2 separate regions of the Mus musculus genome follow, and region 2 is linked to region 1. The links are chromatin contacts, called in public promoter capture Hi-C maps. All regions are on one chromosome and are shown on one strand. Each heading gives the region's core, a stretch centred on a gene start, on an enhancer-like site or on the middle of the called end of the contact. The rest is flanking DNA. Distances are from core to core; before and after follow the strand shown. Region 1 holds the start of Sos1 (SOS Ras/Rac guanine nucleotide exchange factor 1). Region 2 holds the start of Cox7a2l (cytochrome c oxidase subunit 7A2 like).

The links. Promoter capture Hi-C pulls out the DNA fragments that hold promoters and counts their contacts.
Region 2: a promoter capture Hi-C map of pre-B cells shows a contact between it and region 1, with 2.4 times the contacts expected there. The contact joins the promoter of Cox7a2l here to the promoter of Sos1 in region 1. A contact is called at or near these places in 3 of 39 promoter capture datasets (cranial neural crest, liver and pre-B cells).

Annotation. Positions count from the first base shown.
Region 1 is chr17:80,476,554-80,481,743 of GRCm38.p6, forward strand. It overlaps Sos1 (SOS Ras/Rac guanine nucleotide exchange factor 1), which reads right to left and starts at 3,900. Exons shown (of 22, transcript NM_009231.2): 1 at 3,284-3,900. The coding sequence starts at 3,370.
Region 2 is chr17:83,511,385-83,516,211 of GRCm38.p6, forward strand. Cox7a2l (cytochrome c oxidase subunit 7A2 like) reads right to left here and starts at 2,949. Exons shown (of 3, transcript NM_009187.3): 1 at 2,820-2,949. The coding sequence starts at 2,891.

The sequences.
Region 1 (5,190 bases), core at 2,650-5,149:
ATCAACAATTTTGAACAAATGTATAACATGTTCGAAAGTACTTTATAACTTCTGAAATATGTAAAGGCAGGTGGGTTGGGGGTAAGGAACTCAACTGAGAGGTTACCACAGTAACCTCGGAAACTCCAAGCAGTTAGCAGAGCAGAGTCCAAGAGCATGTTAGAGGTTGATAAGCAGAAGGTTTGGCCTGAAGGCAGGCAGCAGTACGGAAAGGAGTCCTAGGCTTCAGTTTTGAGCCAATTAAATAAAAGTTTAAAGCCGTTAATCAAGAAGTTAAAAACTGGTGGTGGGGGTCAGTTTTGAGTATCCCCTTACAGAATTGGCAACATTTCCAAATAACTTTAACTACTGGCAAACTAAATGAAGCATACAAAGGGTAGAAATTCAAAACGCCAAACCAAAAGGAGGGAGATGTGAAGATTTACTAAGTTACAATGTTGCTTTAGAAGCTTTAAAAAAATGTAGCAAGATTTCTAAATAATTTACTTTAAAGTCTGACAAACTCAAGGTAACCTACAAAGACACTTGTTCATCGCCTTTAATCCCAGCACTTGGGAGGCAGAGGCAGGCAGATTTATGAGTTCGAGGCCAGCCTGGTCTACAAAGTGAACTCCAGGACAGCCAAGGCTATAAAGAGAAACCCTGTCTCGAAAAACCAAAACCAAAAGAACAAAAACAAACAAACAAACAAACAAACAAAACAACCAAAATGAGTGCTAACAGGTGTAAGGCCTAGCACCTGTGTACAACAAGTCCAATAGGGTAGCTAATGTGAATATGGACAAGTAAATTAGGACTTAAAATTCACTGTTGAGTTAGGATGGGCCACTAGGTTGAGAAAAATCTCTGGGGTTGAATAGTATTAGACCAGAGAAAATGCACAGGCTATCCAAAAAGCCTCAGGTATGAAAACACACAGTCGGGCACTACGCAAGTAGTTTAAAGTCTGAAGAGCTCAAGATAAGGAGACACCCACACAGAATGTCCAAGGACACAAAATGTCCAAGGACACATCTACACACATACCATAATTCAAGTTTTCAGCTACAAGAGCATATTCAGGCCGGGTGTGGTGGCGCACGCCTTTAATCCCAGCACTCGGGAGGCAGAGGCAGGTGGATTTCTGAGTTGGAGGCCAGCCTGGTGTACAAAGTGAGTTCCAGGACAGCCAGAGCTATACAGAGAAACCCTGTCTCGGGAAAAAAAAAAAAAAACAAAAGAGCATATTCAGAATATGAGAAATATATCCAACCTTGTCTTGGGTGTCTTAAGAGCATTGCAGGTGGAAATGTAAATGAGGGAAAGAACCTCACACATTAGGGAGACTCTGTAAACTCCCTCTTCATATCACTTCTACAGGGAGGTCTCTGCTTCAAATGGAAAACCAACCAACCATGAAGCGATAGAACACAAGCAACACTGATGAACTGGAGACAAAACCCTTTCCAAAGAAAGCAGTCACTCAAAACTCTAGCAGTTGATGGTGAAAATGTATGGCCAGTCCATCTATAATTCAAAACAAACAAACCTCAGAGTTTATGTGATAGTTCTCATTTTAAGAAACTGGTGACTGCCGGGAGGTTGGTGGCGCACGCCTTTAATCCCAGCACTTGGGAGGCAGAGGCAGGCGTATTTCAGAGTTCGAGGCCAGCCTGGCCTACAGAGTGAGTTCCAGGACAGCCAGGGCTATGCAGAGAAACCCTGTCTCGAAAAAAAGAAACTGGTGACTAATTACATACATTGAAAAACAAAACAAAATCCACAATGCCAGCCACACAAAATAGATTTCAGCAAGGACCACCCAAGTGGCAAGTTAGAGTAGTCTGCCAACTTCTACAATGCTCTGTCTACCATTCTAAAGGAGCCTCGAGTGTTATTTTGGAGGTTTCCTTAGAATAGGAGCTATTGCTTTTAAGCCATATACCTCAAACTGGTTCTATGAGAGCTTTTGTACATATAAATCAATTTTTTGTCTTCATCCTGTCCTGTCAAAATACCAAACTTCTAGCATCATGAGGCATTCTTCTCCAATTCTCCAAGCTAAGCAGGCAATTGTGCAGGTAAAGCCAATGTAGAAATGGACTGAAGTCTCATGGAGTCATTAAGGATGCACAACAAGGTGGTCTCTTTGATTTTCTTAGAAAACATACAGAGGTTTGTAAGTAGGGAGACACTTGAGGATAAAGCGCAGGAACCTAAGTCTGAAAGATAAAAGCAAAGTCTTCCAACAAAGCCAACAGTTTCCACATAACATACCAAGAGGGGAAGGGGAGAACAGGGCAGACGAGAAACTGAAAGGTACTGGCCTCTGGGAGTATGAAATACCTTTCAAGACTTTCTGGTAAAATAGAAAGGCTCTGCATAATGGCACAGTAAACGCCAGGTACTCAGTAGTAACAAAACTGCATTTTAGCAAAGATAGCACGAAAATCATCTGAGCAACAAGAAATGGGAGATTAAATTGTAAAACAATTTCTACAGGTAAGGCAAATGAAAACAAAAACCAATCTGGTTGTTTTAAAATCCATTCAAGCACACCTGTTTCAGATGTCTTAGTACAGTATTTACTATGTCACTAAGTGTTGCTGTAGAAGCTGTTAAAATGTAGCAACATTCACGAATAACTTTAACCACTGGCAAACAAAAATCCAAAATGCCTAACCAAAGGACAGACAGTTGCTTTAGAAGCTTTTAAAATGTAGCAACATTTCCAAATAAAAAGATGCAAAACACCAAACCAAATGACGTTCAAAGATTCTCAGACACTTCAAAAGAACCAATCTGAATACAGTGGCATGTGCATCACCGCTGTAATGGGGGAGGGGGTCAAGAAAACGGGGAGTTATGACTGAGGACGAGCACAGCCGAGCAGGCCATGTTCTTGCTGGCAGGCAACCTCGCAATTACTTAGGCAAGCACTGTGGCCAAGGCACTTTCGAGCCAGTGAGAGTACCGGACTCCTAAAACGAGAGGTTGACCGCAGTTCGGAAGATCGAGAAGGTAGGCAATGGCCTTCGTTGACCTCCACGGAAAACCGAGGCTCCTCCAACCCCCGCCTCCGCGCTTGGATGATCCAGACCAACCCTCCCCGACTGTGTGCGGCCTTCCCACGCACCCCGGGCGAGTGTCAACAGCTGGAGCAGCGGACGCGGGGAACCTCGCAGCCCGAGCAGACCTCCCCGAGATCCGAGACCGGGAAGAAAGACGACAGTGGCGCCCCGCCTCCCCACCCTCGCCCAGCCCCGCGCGGACTGCGGCCGGGAAGCGGGTTCCGCGCCCCTACCTTTTTCAGCGCAGGCACCAGCAGCCCCCGCCACTTGGGCGCGTTCTCCTCGCTGAAAAACTCGTAAGGCAGCTGCTGCGCCTGCATGGTGCCCGCGGGGCGCCTCGGGGCGGGCGGAGGGGCGGCGGCTCGCGGCGCGGAGAAGGGCCACAGCCCGTGCACGGCCCGGCCCCCTCGGGGCGCCGCGCGGCCCGGCTAGCGCTGGCGAGGAGTCTGGGGGGCGAGGCCCGCGGCCGGACACCCACCCGACACGCGCGCCGCTCGCCGAGAGCCAACGCAACCCGGCGGCGGCGGCGGCGGCATCCCGCACCACCGCCCCGGGGCAGGCCCCCCGCTCCGCCCCGGGCCGCCCTCCGCCGGGGCTGCGCTCCCCGGCACGGCCTGGCCCGCCGAGAGACGGCGCGTGGATGGACGCTCCGGCCGGTGGCGCCCGCTCGCCAGCGGGGAACTCAAGCGAGAGGCCCAGAACGGGACGAAGCGGGAGCAGGGGTCGGTGGGGAACGGGGAGGGCCCGAGGTCGCTGCCGGGGAATCCGGCCGCTTGGCCGTCGCCGCCGCTGCTGCTACCGCTGCCGCTGCCGCCGCCGGTGTAGCGCCGGAGCTTCCTACTAGCAAACTGAACCTGCTCGCAACTGAGCATGCGCCGCTGGCCCGGGCCGGTTCGCTCCGGGTTTTCCGGCTGCCCGCGGATGAGGAGGGGTGCGCGCCAGAGGCTGGGGAGGGCACTCGCAGAGGCGGGGCTGAAGGACCCTGAAGGCGAACCCGCGACCCGAGAACCTGGGTGTGGGGGCCTGCGAGCAGGCGAAGCGCCCCTTTTGTGTGGTCCCACAGCCCGGGAGCCCATCCAGCTCTAGGAGATCCTAGGCCCTGTGTTTCAGAAAAGGGGTGTGTGTACTTTGTTCCCAGCACGAAGATAAGGAGTGCCCCGAGCATGCACTGTATACTAAACAGATTGCACAAAAGATAGATCCCTCTCACAAAAACAAAACAAAACAAAACAAAAAAAAAAAAAAAACAAAAGGCCCGACTGCTCAGTGTTTGTCTAGTGGGAGGAGAGATTGCCTGTTTCCATCTGCCTTTCCATGCCATGAGGACGTAACGCATACGTGTAGTATTTATTGATCATGTGTCTATTCAAACCCACAAGCTTTTATTTATGGATTTAGTCCATCCTGCTTGGGATCTTTCATAGCTTCAACTGGATAATTAGCTTCTGGAAGGGAGGGATTTCCCCCCAGCCCTCACCTCGCCTTGGTACAGGACCCAGGATAGAGATATGAAAATCACAGAATGCTATAAAAGCAGTATCTATGAATTGTCCGTCCATCCTAAGGATGGACTTGCTTCCTGTAGTGGCACTGTGCAACGCTGTGGCACATGTGCTCTATCATTGAACGCTTTCTTAGTAAAACGTCTTAGTTTTCAGTTTTCATTTCATAGATGAGAAGACAGTTGGAAGAACCATGCTGTTTTGTAGTACAATAAACAAGATCTCACAGATGAAAAATGTTTGAAACCACCATCTTTTAGACTACCTCTTAGGATCTGAATGAAATCTACAAGCCTTTCCTTTTATAATACATGTACAGATTTGCATCTTAAAAAAAAAGAAGTCCCCCTCATTTTGAACGTGTTCAGTAATAGTTTGAAGTCCATCCATTAACCATCAGAGTAGTAAGACAACAGCAGACCTGCTGGTGGGAGGGCTCAGCCAGGAAAGAGCAGGTGCAGCCAAGACTGGGAACCCAAGTTCTGTCTTAGATACCCAAACGCTGGGAGCAGAAAAACTGACTCCCAGAAGTTCGTCTGATCTCTACACATGGCCAATGGCAGGTGCACCACACACAAGATAAATATAATTTTTTAAAGAGAAAGGCAGAGGAATTATAGCTTAGGAAGGACTTAGAA
Region 2 (4,827 bases), core at 1,699-4,198, 3.0 Mb after region 1:
CTCTAGTAATTGAGAAACAATGCTCAGAAGGCTGGAACAGACATAATATTCTATGGGGTTTGGGGTGAAGCCTGGACCTACAGATAGCAAAAGATTACCAGGTCACTGAATAGATCCAGTCCCAGCTTTCTGGATGGAAATGGGTGTAAATCCCTTGTGTTGAGAGAAAAGCCTGACCGTTTGTTTTATTAACCTCCCTGGTTCCCCCAGTGCTATCCGTGAGCATGAGCCTACAGGGACTGTGAAAGACATTCTGAATATACAATTTATAGAATGCCCAACCAAACCTGCTTCTTTCAACATAGCCCGAGGAAAGTAATGAGCTGGAGATGTAGCTCAGTGGTAAAGCACTTGTCGAGCATAATAAAGTCTTGGGTTCAATCACTACAACCATAAAAATATATGCATAAAAGCTTTTGAGTAACTTAGAAATTCTAGGGCTGGAGAGACGGCTCAGTGGTTAAGAGCACTGACTACTCAAGGAGGTTCTGAGTTCAATCCCCAGCAACCACACGGTAAATCACAACCATCTGTTATGGGACCAGATGCCCTTTCTGGTGTGTCTGAAGACAGTGACAGTGTACTCATACATAAAATAAATAAAAGATAAAATCTTTAAAAAAGAAAAGGAAAGAGAGAAAGAGAAAGAAAGGAATTCTGGCATTAGGATGAAATCGAATTCAAGGAAGCCAACCAAGCAAGCACACAAACACCTCATCCTGAAAGTCCTGTCGATGATGTAAAGGGCCTTGTTAGGCAATTCCTACTCTGAGTATCAATTTTACTTCAATGTCACTTAATCAAATTTCTACTTTCTCCTTCTAAACAACAAAGCTTACCCTTTGCTTCATCTCCACTAGAAACATCTATAGAAACTAGAGAAACGGTGCAGCAGGTTAAGAGCACTGGCTGCTCTTCGGAGAGGACTCAAGTTTAATCCCCTCTACCCACACAGTGGCTCACAACTGTCTGTAATTCCAGTTCCAGGAGATTTGGAACCTCCTTCTGCAGGCCTAAGCATGCATGAAGCGCACAGGCATGCATGCAAACAAAACACTCATATACATAAAAAATAAAATAAAATATAAAAAGCACATCTACAACCACCACAAAAGAAACTGTGACATTTTTGATGAAACAACTCATACGCTGTAACATGAAGGAACCTCAAAAGTGAAGTTTCTGTGGGGTTTACAGGGGTTCAAAAACAGGCAGAACTATTTATAACTGATAAATGTCAAAACAGGAAGGCAGACAGGGGTTTTAATGCGAGTTTGAGAGACCTTCCTGCAGGTGGTATAATTTATGGTCTGGGTACTAACAAAGGAGTGCGTCACATGGCATAAGTATGCCAAACCTTGCCTAAAGTAACATACCATCTCTATGCACTGAAAATACACTATAGATGATGATACAATGCAATCAGCCATTTACCTACATCGTCTGTCAAGAAATCAGTCAACATACTGGCAGTTCTTTCCTTACAACTCATTACACTGGGTTCCACTGACACCACACTTGCTCACCTCTAACACTGGACTGTTCTTTGAGTGAATTTTCCTCATTTCCTTCCACATTTCTGTAACAGAACGATGGTGTCTCTCTCTCTCTCTCTTTTTATGATCTCTCCAGCAGCAAAGAGCCTACTAGCAGCCATGTCTGTTAAGCACCACATTCATAAAACCTCAGCAGCTACCAGACACAACACAGCACTAGACACTGAACACCTAAACACTCTTGAGACTTTTCCTCCTCAACCTCCCATACGACCCTTCTTGGCCTCCTCTCTCCTGAAAGCACATCTACTCTTGTAATGAAATCATACTTAAACACTGTCCCTTAAGATGGAGTGTCCCATAGGGGTAGAAAAGAGGCAGTAATGACAATCTCTTTTACAGCCCATACAGGTCACTTACTATTCAAGGTTTTTCAGCTTCGTGTCCCACCAAGGCTTCTCGAACTATGCTGAGCAGTGATTCAGTTCAGGAGAATATATAGCATTTATCCAGCACCAACCATCTGCCAGAAAATCTGCTCACTCGACACATCACATTTAACCCAAGTTAATGCTGCCCCGAATTAGAAGGGGCAGTCAAGGTCACTAGATTAAGGCTGCTAAATTCAGTACTAACCCAGTATTAAGTGGAACTCTAAAATACCACATTTTCACAACACTGAGATTGGAGATGGGAACGCCATTGATAGGATCTAACTGGAACCTGGATAATGTCAGATTGCCCAGTAGTCAACGGTCACCGTCTGCCACTTTAAAACTAGCAAAAGCATAAACCTCGTTGGGTGTCACTTCCGATGCTTTCCCCAGTATGTATGTATGTATGTATGTATACACATATATATATTCCCATGCCTTATGAGCGAGCTTCTCAAATCCGCCCTCCCAGTCTTCCATTTGGTAGCTGGGTAAAGCTGCTTTCTGGGCTGTGACAGGGCCAGTAACAAGAGGAAGTCACAAAGGCCACCTCAACCAGAGAGAGCAGAAACCCAAACACAGTTATGTCACCTTCTGCAATCCTTCACAGATTCTACGGGAAATCCACCTTAAACAAGCAACCACCCCAGGGGTCACCTTGACCCCCGCAAGGTATCAGACCTGAGTTCAGTGCCATGCAAACCTCGCCTAGGGTGCAGCACACACCCAGAAACCTCGGCGACCGCTCCAAGCCTGCGTGGTTAAGGACACCAGGGGACACCAGCAAGCCGGACCGGTCGGCCGGCAGAAACCCTTCACGGCTCGAACCTCGCAACTGCCTGCCTCGGGCTGCTGTTCTCCGGCCCAAGGCGACGCGGCAAAAGTGTACCTGCGGGGTGTAGGCTTCCGAAGCCCAAGCTCCAGCCAACTTCTGCGTGAAACTGCTAAACTTGTAGTACATGTTGGCGGAGGCCCGCTTCGCACCGCCGCTGCCTGTGCGACCGCCCTAGAAAAGGACCCGGCTTCCCCTTAGGCCCGCCCAAAGCTCAGCGCAAGGACCTTAATCCAAAATGCGGACTGTCTAGAGAACGCCTGACTTAAAACATAGCCTCCTACGCAACGTCGGGGGGAAAAAACCGCGCTTTCTCAAGACCTAGAAACGAAAACAAACTCTAAAAGACATGGAAAGAGGCTGTGTTCAGGCTTCCCGAAAACTCAGGCTTCTCTGTACCACTCACTTGGATGTGGGCAGTGCCAAGGCGCCTTGACAGGTGCGCAAGCGTCCTGTGGACAAAGAGGGCGGCTGAGAGCGACACAGTCGGTCAGAGCGAGTTCTGGGCGGGGCCTAGAGCGGGGGCGGGCCCAGGACGTGGGTGGGGTCTCGTCAGGCCCAGGTCCCGCCCCATTTCAGGGTTATTAGTATCTGTTGAGGGGTCTTAATGTACCAAGGGTTGTTAGGAATTTCACCTCAGTTATGACAAGAACAGCTCTTTGGAGCCGTGAGTGCATCGCCTGTAAGCAAAATCCTGTCTCAATGCCGGGAAAAGTGACAGGAAAGGAAAGAGAGTGGGAGAGAAGGAGATAGGAGAGAGAAGAGGAAAGGGGAGAAAAGAGAAGAGAGATCAAGGAGGGAGATGGTGAGAGGAAGAAAGGAAAGAAGGGGTAGAGGGGAAGAGGAAAAAGAGGTGAGGGAGAGAGAGGAAAGAGGGAAGAAAAGAGGGAAGGAGGAGAGAAAAGAAAGAGGAAGGGGAGAGAGGGAAGAAAGGAAAGAGAGGGAAGGGAGAAAAGAGGGAAGAAGAGGGAAGGAAAGAGGGGAGAAGGAAAGAGAGAGAGGGGAGAAGAAGAGGGAAGAATCTATAGGCTTTGTGTAGACGTAAACTTAAAGCACCTGTGTGTGCATCTTGCGCTTTTGAGAGTGAGATTTTGTCAGCATTCATTTGGTTGCTCATCTCTTCCTAGGCCCTGTTCTTTGAGATAAACGTATGCAGGGGAGGTGACTGGGAACACTTGTGAAATCTCTACCTTCTGCTTGAATGATGCGCAGTTACAGCTTCCTGGTTATGGTTATACTCTGCCGCACCATGCAGTGTGACTTAAGCTTCCACTCTGAGTCGAATACTGCATAAACAGAGTGTGCCGGCTTCCTAACCTCCAGGAACAAGTTTTTAGTCCTATCATTTAACCAGAGGTTTTTGCACACACATTATAGATTTATGCATACTATATTTTAAATGTAAGTTGGTAATGAATAGCTGATGATGCCAAGCTTAACATAGTATTTTCTCTAAATGCATTGAACCCCCACAACCCGAGAATTGGTACTATGACCATCTCTATTTTACAGCACAGAAGAACGGAGCGACTTGCTGAGGACAGCAATTAGTGGCAGAGTCAGGCACCAGGCTCAAGAGTACAGATAAATAGATATAAATCCAGGGCTGGAGAGAGAGCTCAGCGGTTTTAAGAGCACTGACTGCTCTTCCAAAGGTCCTGAGTTCAAATCCCAGCAGCCACATGGTGGCTCACAACCGTCCAGAATGGGATTGACACCCTCTTCTGGAGGATCTGAAGACAGATACAGTGTACTTACATATAATAAGTAAATAAATCTTTAAAGAATAAGAAGAAAAGACTCAAGGCTGAGCACTCTAGAGCAAGGGTGTGAATTAGCATCCTGCCTTTGTCTTCAGCACCTCAAATACCCTGAACAGCAAAGATTCCAGCAGCTTCTAATGATGAGTAATCCAACCTTACTGTCCACCCAGGCTTAGTTGCTGCAACCAACACCATGACCAAAAAGCAAATTGAGGAGGAAAGGGTTTATGCAGCCTACACTTCCACATTGCCGTTCATCACCAAAGGAAGTCAAGACAGGGAGTCAAGTAGGGCAGGAACCT